Regions from separate parts of the Sus scrofa genome. Here regions 2 and 3 are each linked to region 1. Evidence: chromatin contacts called from public HiChIP or PLAC-seq and promoter capture Hi-C data. All regions are on one chromosome and are shown on one strand. Each heading gives the region's core, a stretch centred on a gene start, on an enhancer-like site or on the middle of the called end of the contact. The rest is flanking DNA. Distances are from core to core; before and after follow the strand shown. Region 1 holds the start of ASB13 (ankyrin repeat and SOCS box protein 13). Region 2 holds the start of FBXO18 (F-box DNA helicase 1). Region 3 holds the start of NET1 (neuroepithelial cell-transforming gene 1 protein).

Evidence for each region. Promoter capture Hi-C pulls out the DNA fragments that hold promoters and counts their contacts. HiChIP or PLAC-seq counts read pairs in DNA pulled down with a chosen protein or histone mark.
Region 2: a contact with region 1 is called in an H3K27ac HiChIP or PLAC-seq map of alveolar macrophages. The contact joins the promoter of FBXO18 here to the promoter of ASB13 in region 1. A contact is called at or near these places in 3 of 5 promoter capture datasets (fetal liver, fetal skeletal muscle and liver), 4 of 47 Hi-C or Micro-C datasets (blood, epiblast stem cells and liver) and 1 of 2 datasets of contacts at active chromatin or transcription factors (alveolar macrophages).
Region 3: a promoter capture Hi-C map of fetal skeletal muscle shows a contact between it and region 1, with 6 times the contacts expected there. The contact joins the promoter of NET1 here to the promoter of ASB13 in region 1. A contact is called at or near these places in 3 of 5 promoter capture datasets (fetal liver, fetal skeletal muscle and liver), 1 of 47 Hi-C or Micro-C datasets (embryonic fibroblasts) and 1 of 2 datasets of contacts at active chromatin or transcription factors (skeletal muscle).

Annotation. Positions count from the first base shown.
Region 1 is chr10:65,273,210-65,275,741 of Sscrofa11.1, reverse strand. ASB13 (ankyrin repeat and SOCS box protein 13) reads right to left here and starts at 1,266. Exons shown (of 8, transcript XR_002336428.1): 1 at 110-1,266.
Region 2 is chr10:65,107,713-65,110,244 of Sscrofa11.1, reverse strand. It overlaps FBXO18 (F-box DNA helicase 1), which reads left to right and starts at 1,270. Exons shown (of 20, transcript XM_021065040.1): 1 at 1,270-1,498. ANKRD16 (ankyrin repeat domain-containing protein 16) reads right to left here and starts at 1,202. Exons shown (of 7, transcript XM_005668213.3): 1 at 800-1,202. The coding sequence starts at 1,119.
Region 3 is chr10:65,437,081-65,439,612 of Sscrofa11.1, reverse strand. It overlaps NET1 (neuroepithelial cell-transforming gene 1 protein), which reads left to right and starts at 1,267. Exons shown (of 11, transcript XM_003130825.6): 1 at 1,267-1,477. The coding sequence starts at 1,385.

The DNA of each region.
Region 1 (2,532 bases), core at 17-2,516:
CCCCTGGCGACACCTCAGAGCCGGGCGCGTCACCGCTCCGGGCGAATGCAGCCAGGGGCGCCCTTCGGTCCCCACAGCCGGCCCCACGCTCCCCGAGCCCCGCACATACCCACGTCGCCCAGGAAGCAGCCGTCCGCGGTGCGGGGCTCCATGCCGCCGGCTCCCGCGCGCCCCGGTTCCGCCGCCCGGCCACCGGCACCGACGGGACCTGAGCCTGGACTTGGGCCGGGACCGCGCCGCCCGCTGGGCGGGGCCAATCGGCGCCACCGCGCGTCGGCTCAAGGTGGCCGCGCGCTGGGACTTGTAGTTTCCTTCCCGCCCGCGCGGCTCCCTGGGCTCCAGGCCAGCGCCGCGCCGCGTCCACCTGCGTCCCATTCCGCGATCGCTGAATGTGCTGGGCAAAAGCGTTCGCGCGCAAAGTATATGTTCTTTTTGCAAACCTGAGGTGTGTCCATGTGCAGATGGTGTCTGTGTGCAAAACGTCCATGCATCCAGGAGCAAAATATTTCCTCATGCAAAACATGCGCGTGTGACCATGTACACAGGGTGTCCGTGTGCCAGTGTGCAGAACATGTGACCATGTGCGCAAGTGCCCTTGTGCAAAACATGCATCTGTGTGCAAAATGTGTTGCACATGCAAATTGTGCCTGTATGTCCACGTGCAGTGTGTCCAGTGTGCAAAACATATCCGTGTCCAAGTGTCCGTTGCAGAATAGGCCCATGTGTCCATGTGCAAAAAAGTGTCCAGCTGCTGCAACTCCCTACCTTCCTTTACATGGACTGGGCTGCGTGCGCTAAGCTCCAGAGTGCCCCCATGCTTTCATTTTAAGGACAGACTTTCTACAGGAGCTGGCATACTCCCTGTTTCTTTCATCTTTCCAGAGAAATCATTCCAAATTGTTCATGTTCATTAAAACAAACACCTTTTGAAGTCTTGCAGTAGAACTGGAAAATGTGTTTGAGTCCCAGTGGGTGACTGAATAATGGAGCTTTTTTTTTTTTTCTTCTGCAAAGCAGCTTATGAAGTTCAGGTACAACCTTGCCCAAGTTCGTTGCAGCCATGTCAGGGAGTAATACGTGTGAAAGAAAAAGAGAGGAAGCAGAACCAGGCAGAAGGGGCAACCAGACTGCAGTGCAGACCCAACCCAGCAGGAAGCTTGGAATCCCACATTGGGCAGGAAATGGTTAAGCCCCATGTAACCCTATGGTGTTCAGTCATTGGTCAGCTGCCACCCCAAGAAAGGCAGGACTTTGGCTTAAAAACCAAAGCAAACTCTGAATCAGCTGACGTTGGGGATGTCCTCTAACCATACTCTTTGCTTTTAAATGGCAGGTTCTTTCTTTAAGAGGGACCAGAGCAGCCTTATCCCTCAGCTGGACGCCAGTAATCCTTACCCTCCCTGGAGTTTCAGAGCCACTGCTTTAAGGTTACCTGTTTGCTTGTCCTCGTTCATTTCAATACTAAGAGATAATTACACCTAGGTTGTATTCTGCTACTGAGATAATTTTTGCGGTTGTTATAATTTGCTTTTTTGTATTACCTAGTTATTTTGTCGTAGATGTTTCTCTGGATTGGACCAGGTGGTATGCCGGATGGCCCTCCTACCTAAACCAAAGATGTCTAACATTCAAGCGAGGAAGTAAAACTAGCAGTTAATTCAAGAGATGATTGATGATAGGACATGATTGGGGAAATTTCGAGGAAACAAACAAACATCAATTTTGGACCAGTAATGGGCGTTTTTCCACAGAGTGGGTGGAACGGAAGCTAGAAAACAAGCTCTAACCCCGTTTCCTTCCTCTCCTCTTGTCCAGTTTCCTCTGAGAGATTTTCCTCTGTTTGCTTTTTTCCTCCTGTTCTTTCCTTTCTCCACTCCAACATAACAAAAAAACTTCTGTCAGTCAGTAATGTTTATCTATTGAGTTTCCCCCACTCTTTTTTTTTTTTTTTCTTTTTCTTTTTAGGGCTGCACCTGCGGCATATGGAAGTTCCCAGGCTAGGAGTTGAATCAGAGCTGTATCTTCTGGTCCACACCCAGCCACAGCAATGCAAGATCTGAGCCACATCTTCGACCCATGCCACAGCTCACTGCACAGCCAGATCCTTAATCCACTGAGCAAGGCCAGAGTCTGGACCTGCATCTTCGTGGATCCTAGTGGAGTTTGTAACCCGCTGAGCCACAACGGGAATTCCCCATTGAGCCTCCACTGTGTGAAATATTTGACACTGGGCACTATGGGGGATAGGCGAGAATGGAAAATGTGATCCTAAGACCTAAAGAGGTTTCTGCCCCTGCCTCCCTCCTGCTTCCCCCAACCTTGGCCACCATTCATCGGTCATCAGAATTATCTTTTTAAAATACAGATCTGATCAGATCTCATCATGTCCTCAATACGCCAAAGGCCTGTCTCACAAACGACTTGCCATCCTCAGCAATGCTGAGCATTCACGCGTCTGTGCCCTTCTGCTTCCTCTGCCTGCAGAATCCTACTCAGCCTTGAGGGACCAACTTAGATCACCTCTCCCACGAA
Region 2 (2,532 bases), core at 21-2,520, 170 kb after region 1:
CCAAACATCCCAGGCCTCTCCCCTCACCAGTGGGCAAGGTGCCCTTTATTTAGCCATATGGCTGTCTGATGTTTCTTGTTTACATCAGAGCAGGAATCCCTTGAGGGCAGGAGCTTCACATGTTTGAATCATCAGATGTTCATAACCTCTAAGGGGCTAGACCGACCCAGTGAGTACTGAAAACAGTGTGGATCTAACACAACACGACTGCTTGGTGCGATGGTTACTCTCACGGCTGTGAGGTGGTCATGCCAGGCTACACATGTGATAAAAATCAGAGCACCACACGTGCTCCAGTGTAAGGATAACTGATGAACTCTGAGGAAGTCCAGGGATTGTAGCAATGTCACTTTCTTCCTTTTGTTTTCCTGCTGTGGCTCTAAGATGTGAACTTTGGGGGAAGCTGGGGGAAGGGAGCATGGGACTTCCAGAAGCTTTCTTTGCAACTTTCTGTGAACTACAAATTTCAAAATAAAAAAAAAAATGTCATCGGTGAAGTCATCATTTAGCTAAATGTTCCCAGAAGAACATCGCATCCTGGGGCTCATGCGATCTACACGCGGGACAAACAATTCGTAGACTGACTGTCTCTACCTGTTCATCTGTACTGTCCTGTGCTTTGCAACGGGAGGCAGTTTGGAACAGAAGACTGCAACAGTCCCCACAAGGGCAGCGACAAGGTTCGCTGTAGGTCATTCTTCTCTATAGGGGAAGGTTGAGGAACTACAGTGTGGACGGAGTGGGAATTCACGATCCTGCAGGGAAGGGTGCGGGTCTCTCCGAAAGTCCCGCCACCTACCAGTCGGCCTTCTTCAGGCAGTCGACCGCTGCTCCCCGGCCCAGCAGGTATCGCACGCAGTCCCGGTGGCCCATGGAGGCCGCCTCGTGCAGCGGCCGCTTGTAGTCTCGGTTGGTGGCTTCGATGTCCATGTCCCAAGCCTCGACCAGATAGGTCAGGACGTCCAGGTGGCCGTGGCGCGCGGCGCAGTGCAGGAGGGTGTCCCCAGCCGGCCCCGCGCAGTCGGCGCGGCCTGCTGCCCGCAGCTCCTCCCGCAGGGCGCACAGCTGGCCTTCGTGCACCAGCCGGTACAACCGCCGCGGGTCCACAGACGCCGCCATGGCCCGAGATCCTCTACGGGCCGGGACGGCCCGGAGGACCCTCCTCCAGCCCCGCCCCTCCCCGGGACACTCTTCCGGATGCCCCGCCCTCGCCCCGGGGCCCCTCCCCCGGCCCCGCCCAGATCCCGGCCCCCTCCCCGGCCTGGCCCGCCCCCGGGACGCTGCCTCCCACGGACCACGCGTGCGGGCTCGCGCGAACGCACGCTCGGAGCCTGCCGCACGCCCTGGTTTCGCCCCGGAGCAAAACGCTAGGTAGTGGCGGCAGCGTCTGCCGGGAGGGACGCCCGCCCTGAGCCCGAGTTCACCCCGCCGCCGGGAGACCGGAGAGGCCTGCGCGGAGGCCGCACCAATGTGGGTCCCGAAAGCGGGGCAGGCCGGGGTAGGTTCTAAGCGTCTGAGTGCGGACGCCGCCGCCAGTCGGGATCACCTGGCAGCGCGGGCCCCCGGGGGACGGGGTGGAGCCCGCACGTTCCCGCCCCCAGCCCCGCTCCGCCCACAGTCCCGCCCCGCCCGACGCGGCCCTTCCGCGGGTCCCGGAGCTCAGAGGAACTCTGGGAAAGTTTCCACTCGTTTCTTCCGCCCTAGAGGAAGCACGGACGGGGCGGGGCCCGCTTGCGGTAGCCGCCCCTATTGCAAGTGCGCGTTCCGATTGGTCGCTGGGGCAGTCTGTCAGCGCGCCCCTTCCGCACACGCGTTTCGATTGGTCCGGAGCACAGTCCGTCAGCGCCGGCGGCGGGCTCTTCGCGGGGCTGCGGCGGGGGCGGAGCTGGCGGAGGAAGTCCGCGGCCTGCTCGGGCTCGCGCTGCCCGGGGGACGCTGAGACTGGGACGCCTGGGGGGCTCTGGCCCGGCGGCGGCGGCAGGAGCCCCGTTGCAGAGCGCCATAGTGCGTGAGGCCGCCGACGTGGCAGGGTGCGCGGGTGGGGCCAAGCCGTGTGGACGCTGAACCTTTGGGGGTCCTTAGCGGGGTCTGGCCTTGGGGCATGGAGCTGCCCGCGGGGGGCGTGGAGGGGCGCGGGCAGACTGCCGGTGAGGTGCAGGGGCGCAGTGGGGCGCGCACGCGGGGGAGGTCCAGGGGCTCACGGGACGCAGGGGTGCGGCGCTGCTCGGGGCTGTGGGAGTCACGGGGGACGTGGCCTCCGCTGCTGGCCAGCTAGCATTTCCTTTCCTTCTGCGTTGCTGTTTTGACCTTGGGCGAGTCATTTTATTGTATCCTTTTGCTTCCTTTTTTTTTGCAGTCTTCCTTTCCCCTTACCTGAACATTGAGAAAATTAAGGCGATGTGAAAGGGCCTTGAGCTGGTGGAGGGTACATTAAGATCTGAGCCTGCTGTGTGGGTTGATGGGAGAGCTGAGGGTAGCTGTTGAGTTTTTACCTGATCTTACTGGGTGCTAGTCATTCAACCCTCCGGGTGT
Region 3 (2,532 bases), core at 18-2,517, 160 kb before region 1:
CCCTCCCCCTCCCCCTCGGCAACCACAAGTCTGTTCTCCATGTCCATGATTTTTTTTTCTGTGGAAAGGCTCATTGTGCCATTTATTAGATTTCACATATCATATGGTATCATATCATATAGTATTTGTCTTTCTGACTTAATATGGGAGTCTCTAGTTCCATCCATGCTGCTGCTAATGGCATTATTTTGTTCTTTTTCGTGGCTGAGTAGTATTCCATTGTGTATATATACCACATCTTCCGAACCCATACATCTGTCAGTGGACCCTTAGGGTTGTTTCCATGTCTTGGCTATTGTGATTTTCAAAAATTGCAAAATAGAAAGTCAGATTATTAATATCATCCTGAATGCATCCTAAACACTGGTGTTTATAGAAGGATAGCATTGGTCCTTCCTGCAAGAAGTAACACTGTGCTGCAAACTTCAGTAAATTGTTTTTTATACATTATTTGTCCTTATAGTCTCTGACCACTATTATTCTGTAGTATTTACTCTTCAACCTGTTATATATTTTTAGGGAAGAAATCATCTTTTATGTATTTCTTATTAAAAAATCTCTTACACAGGTATCATGTTTTTTACGTATATAGAAGAAATATCTATATTCTGTAAGTGTAAGAAACACTGAACTTTAAAATTCGAGGTAGTTCAATTATACTGCTGCCCATAGCCCCACAGAAGACTTACTTTAGGAAGAGAGGGAACTGAAGCCTGCCTACTGTGCTTACTCTGTTGGTCTTGAGAACGGTGAGAACCAGTTTGTAAAGGCTTGGATAATCTCACAATTGTGAAAATGTTTGCACTTAAGTAAGATAAAAGCAAGGTCCCTGGATAATTAGGCTTTTCTTTAGTGTATACGTTATTTAACTCTGACTTACGATTTTCTTAAAGTTGTCAAGGTGTCCGTACTAAACTACTCTCTAGGTACTCAGGTTTTATAGAAAAAGGATCCTTGTCTGCAACTAAGTCCTAAGGAGGGCAAGCAACCTCGATAAGCAATCGGCTGGTCTCTGGAAAGGCTTTTTGCATCAGGAAAAGCCTCCCATTAACCCAGTTTCCCTTCCCCTCTGGGCTCACCCTGCCAATTCCCAACCCTTGGATTCAGAGCTTTCTCTCTCCCTCGCAGCGAGCCAGCCAGAGGCCTAGGTGTGCCGGGCTGTCAGTTAGCAGTCACGTGGCCTCAGGTGCCGCCCCCGGAGCCGGCGCCCGGCCCCGCCCACGGAGCCTGGAGGGCTGCGGGATCCTCGGCCGCCCGCAGAAGCCGCGCCGCCGGGGAGGCGGGCAAATGGCTGCCTGGGACGGCTGAGCGCCCACGGGAGCGGGGGGCGTCCTGCAGGGCCGACTCGGCGGGCTCAGTCCGAGGGCTGCCGGGGACGGGAAGCATGGTGGCGCATGACGAGGTCGGGGGTCTCCTGCCTATTAAGAGGACTATACGAGTCCTGGATGTTAACAGTCAGTCCTTCCGGGAGCAAGAGGTAAGGCTGCAGAGCAAAGCCGAAGGCGTGCCCTCTAGGTCCCTGGGACCGGGACGGCTTTGACCCGCTATGACAGTAGAATTTTAAACGTAACCTTGGATCGTACCGAATATTGCAGTGTATGACCTCGATTTACAGGCGGGTTTGAAATGTGTTTCGGGACTATGCTACAGATTAAATTTATACATAGCATAGCTTGAGTGTACACAAACTTTTACACAGAGGAAAGATTTTAAATATATATGCTGTTCAATTTGGTTAGATTTCTGTTGCTTATTACAGCTGTTTATTTGGGTTGCGGGGGTGGGTTGTTTGCTTGAGCTGCATTTATGTGTATTACCTGTTAAGTCTTAGGAGCTGCCTTGTGGAGTAAGAGGAAAATAAGAAACCCTCCCTTGCAAGTGCATGCTAGCGAACAAAAAGCCCTCCGACCTGGTGTTCACTTTTAATTTTCTTTCCACATCTAATAAATTCCTCATGTGAGACTTTTGTTCTTCAGAAAGAAAACCATGTTAAAGTATTTAAGCCAGTGAGTCATTATTCAGACACTCCTGCCTTCCTTCCTTCAAGTACCTGAAGCCATTATACTTTTTTAAAGTCTTTATGAACCTTTACCAAAATAAGTGGCGTTTATGCCATTTTATTTACTTCTGATTGTCGATGCGGGACTCTGGGCATTGTTTCTGCAGTGCACCACGGTAGATGTCGGTGGTGTACACTGTCTTGGTGCTTGGTAAGGGCAGTGTATCCTCCGTCTTGGTAGAGCCCTGCGTCGCGCACACACCTTTTGGTCGTTAAACTAGCTGCCATCTTTAGAAGGTAGGCTTTCATTTGGTGTGATTTGGCTTGGGTTTTGTTTTTGTGTGTGTTTGGCCTTGGCTTTTGTGTATGTGTTTCAGTTTTCTCAGAAGTGGTCATGGGTGTAAATACTAAAACAGATCATTTTCTGCACCATCAAGAATTAGTCTTTTTGTTTGGTATCAGACACTGGCCATGCTTCTGGCATACCTTTATTCAAAGATTAAAAACACTAGGAGTGTTCCCGGGTTTTTAGC